Linked DNA regions of Gossypium hirsutum: regions 1 and 3 are each linked to region 2. The links are chromatin contacts, called in public Hi-C maps. All regions are on one chromosome and are shown on one strand. The core of a region is the stretch at or near the end of the contact, and the rest is flanking DNA. Distances in the headings are between cores, read along the strand shown. Region 1 holds the start of LOC107930147 (protein OCTOPUS). Region 2 holds the start of LOC107930146 (transcription factor DIVARICATA). Region 3 holds the start of LOC107948870 (protein DEFECTIVE IN EXINE FORMATION 1).

Region 1 (2,700 bases), core at 12-2,511, 330 kb after region 2:
CAAAAGAATATCTGGGATCATCACATGACATTCTTGCTGCATCAAAAGACATCCTTGGTGCATCAAATGACATCCTCCCAGCATCAAGGGAAAACCTTGGGTCTGTATCACAAGACCTTCTCCCGAACCCATAATCCGCAATTTCTGACTGGGTTTCTCTGTATTGTCTCCCTATGGGCTTCTCCACTGGCAATCTCGCTGACCCACATCCATTTCCCCTCTTTTTAAGTTTTTGTTTTTGCCTCCATTTTTGTAATTTCTTGCTGAAGACTGAAGCAGCTGACCAGAAACTCCCAGCAATCTCTTTGAGATCTCGTCCAGAAGCGTTCTTTGTTTGCGAATCAAGATCTATATGATCCTTCATGGGCTTCAGCTGCTCTTCTTGGCACAGTTCCTTTTCGTATTCTTCCACAATTTCTTCAACTTTCTCTTCTATCAAATTCGTAGCAGAAGCAGCCACATTGGGCGGTTGTTCTTCTACGATCACTATGTCGTCATTGTGATCGGTTTCACTCTCAGTTTGGTCTTCTTCTTTGCTTTCAAAAACAGGACCTTGACCAACAGTCGAAGAAGCCAAATTTCGAGCTTCAGCTTCAGCAACTTCAGAAGACCTCCCGTTTGCAGTTGCTTCTTGATGAAAGAGTGACCAAAGGGTGTTTCGAGCCCTAACGTCACAAGATTTCCTCTGGGGCTCAAAAACACCAGAGAAACCCTCGTTTTTCGAGGCCGAAAAGGACTTTGTTCGCCGGAGCTCGGGAAAAAACCCGGACTGTGTACCACCTCCTCCGGAAGGCTTGAAAATGGCTTTAAGTGCAGCGGTGGCGGTTGAAGTACTGGCGGCGATGGGAGGTTTCCGAGAAGAAGAAGAAGCAGAAGAAGACGAAGGCTCGAGAACAGCGAGACGTTCGTAGAGGCATGAGGGGCAAAAGCCAGTAAAATGCTCTTGAGGATGGCGGTCACAGGAGGTAGAAGGACGGTGAGGCTGAGGCGGTTGTGGCGGCGGTGCTAACCCAGGAACTGGTGGCTCCACGTTGGGATTCATAACCGGTAGTGGCATGAGAGGAGCGCTCTGCTCATATTAGTAGCTTCAGTCAGAGAAAATTAATAAATTATAAAATTATAAAATAAAAAAATAAAATGTAAGAGAAATTAGTTTTTGTTTAATTTGGTTTTCCCCTTTCCCTCTGGGATTGGGCCTTTCAATACTGTTTAGCTCCAAAAGACAGTGACAAGAAAGAAAGAGAAAACAGAATGATGGTAGTAACTGGAAAAAAAAATTAGAAAATAAAGATAAATAGTAAAAAGAAGAAGACATAAATAAATAAATAAATAATAGAAAATCTCGGCGAGTGACCCATGACACGTATACTTTAGTTAGGGTTTTCCACTTAAATATTGTAAAATATTTAATTAAAAGGGATAAAACAATTTTTAGTCCCTAAATTTAACTATTCTTACAACTTGGTCCTTAAACTATTTTTGGTCCACATTAGTCCCAGAACTTGGTAACTTTTTTTCAATTTGATCCCAAGGTGTGATGACATGACACTCTTAGATTGTACTATATCATCACTTGAAAATTTTAAATATATATAATTAAAAAATAAAAAAATCCAAGTAGCGACGTGGAATAATCTCAAAGTGTCACGTTGACATACCTTACTTGAATCCAACTTTAGGGACCAAATTGGGAAATTTGCCAAGTTAAAAACTAATGTGGACCAAAATAAATTTATGGATTAAGGTGAGAAAAGTTGCTAAGTTTAATGACTAAATGTTGCCTTATCCCTAATTAAATCTTAAAATAGGTTTCTTCAAAAGTTAATTCTCAAAATGTGTTTTTAGGGTTTGAGTTTTGTAATATGTAATGTGCCATCAAACTTTTTGCATCCCATTAGAATCAAGACAATCATTATGAAATGATTAAAAAAGTACCTATAGATATGAAGTTCACCATAAATTATTTAAGTTTTAAACTATAATAATATAATGTAATTTTGTAAGGATATGGATAACACTTAAATAGAACTTGACATCCGTAGGTGTCAAGGTCTTCATGGCTTTTTTAAATATGTAAATAGTAATCTATATCCGATTATTTGAAAAGAGAAACGAAACTTTGAATACACCTCACCACCTCTTTAAAAAACTTCTAAATGAACCTAACCTTAAAATCTATAAATATTCCATCCAACTCATTAGTTTTTTTAGAAAACCCAAAATATTCGTTTTATACATTTTATACTATGATACATACTTAAGATTTTCTAAATAGATGTTTTCAATCATAAAATGATATGTCACTCAAAATTTTACAATAATGGAGGATTCTCTAATGGTTTATTGTCATAGTAATATGGGAGTAAATCCACTTGATAGTAGAATCATTCATCACCTAATAGCCATTGATTTCAATAATGATAGCCTTGGAAAGTTATGTCCATTTCGACATTCATCTCTCTCTGATTGACTAATGGAGACCCGAGACTCATACATTTTATCTCTTATACAAAAAGTAACAATAACGTTAGAAGATGTGACATTACTAACCATAAGTCTGATTTCTTTAGACTTTGAGTTAAGGTCACATGGTAAAATAGTTGATTTAAGCATCTCCCAATGAATCCAGCACTTGAAGATATTGAACATCATGCTAGAACTTACATTTTTCACTTGATTAGAGATGTGCTGATGTCAGAA
Region 2 (2,700 bases), core at 183-2,682:
CAAAACATACACAGTGTTTACCAACCAACCACATTGTCAACATTCATAACAATTGCAAGATTCAAACAGGAAACTCCATTGATACCTGATATCCTAAGGACTGATCATAATTGTCAAATATATAAAGAACCAAAAAAAAGGGCTAGCAGTTACCTGTGTTCTTCTTCAGTCCATGGCACTCCTTTCTTCCTTTCTTGATCAGAAGAACGAGACCCAGTCCCTCTTTTACCAGGAGTGTAATAGTGTCTAAATCCATCAAAGCCTTGACTATCATTACCCCACTCCAATGTAAAAGATTCACTGCTATATCCAGGGATTGGAATCAGGCCAGCCTCTATATCACTCACATCTTCTTCCAATTCTCTGTATTGCTTGATGACATCCCCAACTGTTTTTCCAGGAATCATAGATGCCACCTTAATCCATCGATCAGGGGTATCTTTATCATATAAAGCCAAAGCATTTTCAAAGCACTTGTTCTCTTCAGGCGTCCATTTAGTACCTTTACTCTCTTGAAAAAACCAATTGGAAGTATGTAAATAAGAGGCTGGAGAGAGAATTTCAAGTCCCCTATTCATTTGTTACTGGTTATGTAAACTGCCAAAGATGATTTGCCCGTACGCAAAAAAAGAAAGAAGAAAACTATGCTTTTCTCCCTCTTTGAATGAAATTGTTCAAAGAGAGAGAAAAACCAAATTAGAAAAATGCAGAGAAGTAAGGCTGTTTTAAATTAGCAACGAAATATCAAATCATAAAAACATTAAAATGGATTCGGTACCCTTTTTCACACAAGATTAAGTTGAGGAATCTCAAAAAATTGAACTTTCCAAAACCCAAGGAAAATTCGAGAGCTGGTAGAAAAAAAAAAAGAAAAAAGCAGATCTTTGCAAATATAAATGAAAAACCCCGACATACATAGTAGATCCAAAATTACATACTACAATTACAACTAGAAAATTGATATAGAGATTAAAATTTAAAAACCCAGATCATAGATTTAAACACAAACTGGAAAAAAAAAAGAACGCAGTAAATCGATGAAGAAAGCAAAAACAATAAAACAAAACAAAGAAGGTTCTAGAGAATTGGAGAGCTAAAAGTGGGGGGAAATCTTTAGCAGTTTATATTTTGTTAGGAAGATAAAGCAAAAGCAAGGAGAAGAAAGAGAGAGTGCATGATAGAAATGAATTATAAGCACACTCTTTTGAGTTATATTTTGTACTGCTTACAAAACTATGAAACAGAGAATGATGAGACTGAAAGTGAAGGCAGAGAGAAAGAGAGGGGTCAAAGCTGCTAACTTGTGATTGGTGTTGAAGAATTGTGGGCGCTACTGTGGCCAAAGCAACGCTCTTTTTCTCTAAAATATTATGAGGGAAGGGTGATGGCCAATCAGAAGAGAGACATCGACGGACATTTGGCTTGTTGGTGAATGAAATTGGATGTTTGGTTTTCTGGTCTTTTTATTTGGAGATGACCAATTTTGGCACGTGAGATGTTTGTCCTTCGTGTCATCCAAAGTTTTAATGGGAGGTGAAATGTGCTTTTTCATTACAAAATTAGTAGAGAAATTTGATTTTGAAGTTAAAAGTATTAAATATATTTTTTGAGAAATTATTAATTAATAGTGGAATTTTTAGATTTCGGTGAGATATTGATAAGTATTCTATAAGAGTATAATAAAATATTAAAACAAAGATATATGTCAATATTTTAAGACTATTTGTGGAATAAAATAAAATACTTGCTTTTTTTTTTACTAAACATAAAAGTTGAGATTTAGTTACTTTTAATTTTTGTATTTGGAAGTAAAATTATCAAATAACTTTATTCATATTAACTAGTTAAAATATATATAAGAATTAGATTAATGTATATTTAGTTAAAAGGATTTTTTATTCTCCCAATTTTGAAATTGAGCAAATTGATCGCTCTAAAAAATATTAAAGCAATTTAATCCTCGTCAGTTTCGAAAGTGAGCAATGTAATAACAATTAATAACGACGTTAATGTGTTGATTGAATTTTAGCTCAATTAACATAGACATTGATGTTAGTGTAGGAAGATGTGGGTTTGAGTGTGCTGAAGCGTATTATCCTCCTATTTAAGGGTTGGGGAGGGGCTATGAGTTGTTCTAGACATTATATTAAAAAAAGCAGATATCATCAAAATCTATAATGAGATTGTTCAAAAAAAATGACATTTATGTCATCTATCAATAGTAATACTTTGATTGATATAGCAACAAAATTAGCCTTCGATGTTTACATATTTTGTCATTTTAGTCTTAATTCTAAAAAATTCAACAAATTTAGCCTTAATTTACACAAATGTAATGAGATAAATTTGTTAAAATTAACATTAAATTGACAAAATATGTAAACTTTAAGGGCTAAATTTCTTATTGCCAAATCCAAATCAATTTTTTTATGTTTTTTTTTATGTTTGGTACGATAAAACAAGTGCATTAATGTAAAAATAATGTACAAGTCAACTTTTAAAAAACAAGTTTTATAGTAAAATGTCTTATCATTTTGTTTTCTGTAAAACATTGTACATCATAACCTTCTCTACTTTCTCACCTACTCTAGAGAATATATCTTGCCCTTCTCTCTTTCTGTAACACCCTTAACTCGTTTCTGTCGTCGGATTAGGGTTATAGAGTATTACTAAACAATCAGAAACATTTGAACCTTATAT
Region 3 (2,700 bases), core at 61-2,560, 490 kb after region 2:
TTCTACGAGGTACTGACAATTTATCAGTCATAATGTAGCCTGAAATCCTAAAAGTAAGAAACTTGGAGAAATTAGTATGCAAACATCACCACCACGAGTTCCTGTAGCAACTTAGGAAAGGAGCATTTTAGATAGTGAGCAATTAAATAACCTGAAAAAAAGTACTTCGCCATTGTAGGTAGCCAGAGCAATTTCTGTGACACCATCATTATCAATATCAAACAGGAGAGGACTAGAATGCACGGTTGACTGGTGAAAAGCAGGCCAACCTGCCATATTATCGAAAACTCAAAGACATCAACTTTAATAAAATTACTACAGATTGCAGAACTAAATAAACAAGTTTATCTTAAAAATTTGATTCGAACATGGGCAGAAGAAAACAAAGGATTAGTACCCGGCATTTTGTCGCCATCAGAACCTTCTAGAACTTCTAGGTAGTGAACAAATGCGGGAACTACTATATCAAGCTTCCCGTCACTAAGAATTACACAATCGAGTCAACTAAATCATGACAAAAGATTAATTTACTATAAAATCAGTAGATTTCGGAAAATGAAATGAAAAGAAGTAAAATTTTAATACATCAAAAGATCACCACGCAATAAAAGGAAAAGGTAAAATTTAAAGGAAGACTAAAACTTCACCTATTGATATCTGTGATCAACGGAGTAGCAAAAATGCTAGAGCTGACCTCTGTTTGCCATCTAAGTTCTAAATTTCTGGGGCATTGTGTGTTCAACAAGGCATCTTCATCCCTACACATTCAAACATGATAAATTTTCTTATAACAACAGCTCCTCTCCTCTGATTGAATCCAATTGCCAAATCCGAAAAAAAAAAGAATATTAAGATCGACGAAGGTAGAAACGAACATACATTTCGGGATAACCAAGTTCGTCGTCCGTGGCCCTTCGTTCACGGAATTTATTTTTGGAGTCCTGGCCATAAGTGAAACTCCAGCGAGTAATCAAAAGGAAAAGAAACCAAACGACCCTAATGTCGAAGGATATCATACTGTCTGATGGTTTTCACTCCAGAAATTTTGGAGAGAAAAGAATAAAAAAATGCGTAACTATTTAAGGAATATTATTTTGCAGATGAAAGAAAATTTGGAAATGGGAAAAGAAGATGATAGAAAATATTATAAACCCTGATGTAGGTATTGAATGGGGTGAATTCAGCTGGTTAGTTTTTATTTGTTGTTTAATCGATGATTCAATGAATTAAAAACAACTGATTTGATTCAATTCCCCTAAAAAAATTTATTTTGGATATAAAAAGAATTTTTAAGATCAATCGCATTTCAATTAAAAAATAAATTAAGGTGGTTGATTGTGGCAGTTGTTATTTCATTTGTTTGGCACTGTATCAGTAAGAGTGAAAATAGCATATGTTAACAGAATCGCCATTTACACTTATTGAGTTGATTTTGTCCAAAGTACGTGTTATTCAAAACGTAAATTCCAACCTAACCAAACGAATAGCCAAAGTTTAGTTACCTTCGAACGGCTCATCAACTTCTTTTCAATTACTACTGTTGACACCATTTTTTGATGAAAAACGGGTCGACTTGGGTTTTGGAAAATGAAAACAAAAATGGGAGTCGCCACCAATCCTTTTATAAGGTGTGATTGGATCACCTCGAAAAGCGGTCATTTTTAATAAACGGTTTGATTTTATTAAAACAACAAGTTTGGTCCGCGAAATTCAGAAAACGGGTTCGGGAGTCGGTTACGCACGAGGAAGGATTAGCACCCTCGATACGCCCAAAATTGGTACCTTAGTTGATTACTTAATGTCTTAATGTCGAAAATTGAAAACTTAGAAGAATTAAAAATACGATCCTTGTATTAAAACGTTGAAAATTTTTAGGAAAATGGCATATTTCACGTTATTCGAGAAAAAGAATCATATCCAGTAAGTTAGGACACAATGTCTCGAATTTTCGATACGCTAATGAATGCCAAAATTTTATTTATTTAAAAGATATTTTATTATCTCGGGTTTAGGAAAGGGATCATGCCCCGTAAGTTAGGGCACGATCTTTTCTTAATTCTCGAGATCGTTTAAAATTTGAGTTTGAAAGGATTCGTGTATTTAGATATTGTGAAAATCGAAACCCAGTAAGTTAGGGTACGACCTTCTCGAATCTTAACACGAGATACTACTTTTATTAATTTTTAGAAAAAAAATCCTCATCTCGGGAAAGCAACGTGTCATATCTAATACGTTAGGACACAACATATTGAATTCCCAATAATGAGCCTTTTATTATTTTAAAAAAGAGTAATATCGATTATTTAGGTTCAACGAAGAAAATCGGAACCCAATACGTTAGGGCTCGATTCTCTCAAAGATCCCAAATATCGAGTATTACTTTTACTTTTAAAATTTTCCTTTTGTGAAAATAAATATAATGGATAAATAAATAAGCAAACAAATAAATGAATAAATGAATCAAGCAAATAAAATTGTAAAAATGCAAGAAATGTATGGATGTATACGTGTATGTATATATATATTATAAGACATAATAAACAATGTAAATAAGCATGCATGCATATATTTATGAAAACTAAAAGGTATGTACATGGGTATGTATACAAATTACATACTATAAACATGTAAGCATATAAATTTATATACACGTACTTATGAAGATTAAAAATATATACATAGATATATAATTGCGTATGT

The links. Hi-C and Micro-C count contacts between places; a contact is called where the count stands out from the background.
Region 1: a Hi-C map of leaf shows a contact between it and region 2, with 6 times the contacts expected there. The contact joins the promoter of LOC107930147 here to the promoter of LOC107930146 in region 2. A contact is called at or near these places in 17 of 34 Hi-C or Micro-C datasets (anther, callus, fibers and 4 more).
Region 3: a contact with region 2 is called in a Hi-C map of leaf, with 2.6 times the contacts expected there. The contact joins the promoter of LOC107948870 here to the promoter of LOC107930146 in region 2. A contact is called at or near these places in 7 of 34 Hi-C or Micro-C datasets (hypocotyl, leaf and petal).

The regions. Positions count from the first base shown.
Region 1 is chrA04:75,768,208-75,770,907 of Gossypium_hirsutum_v2.1, reverse strand. LOC107930147 (protein OCTOPUS) reads right to left here and starts at 1,261. Exons shown (of 1, transcript XM_016861720.2): 1 at 1-1,261. The coding sequence starts at 1,057.
Region 2 is chrA04:76,102,736-76,105,435 of Gossypium_hirsutum_v2.1, reverse strand. LOC107930146 (transcription factor DIVARICATA) reads right to left here and starts at 1,432. Exons shown (of 2, transcript XM_016861719.2): 1 at 154-1,432. The coding sequence starts at 578.
Region 3 is chrA04:75,608,738-75,611,437 of Gossypium_hirsutum_v2.1, reverse strand. LOC107948870 (protein DEFECTIVE IN EXINE FORMATION 1) reads right to left here and starts at 1,310. Exons shown (of 13, transcript XM_016883525.2): 1 at 880-1,310; 2 at 648-758; 3 at 398-480; 4 at 152-269; 5 at 1-47. The coding sequence starts at 1,016.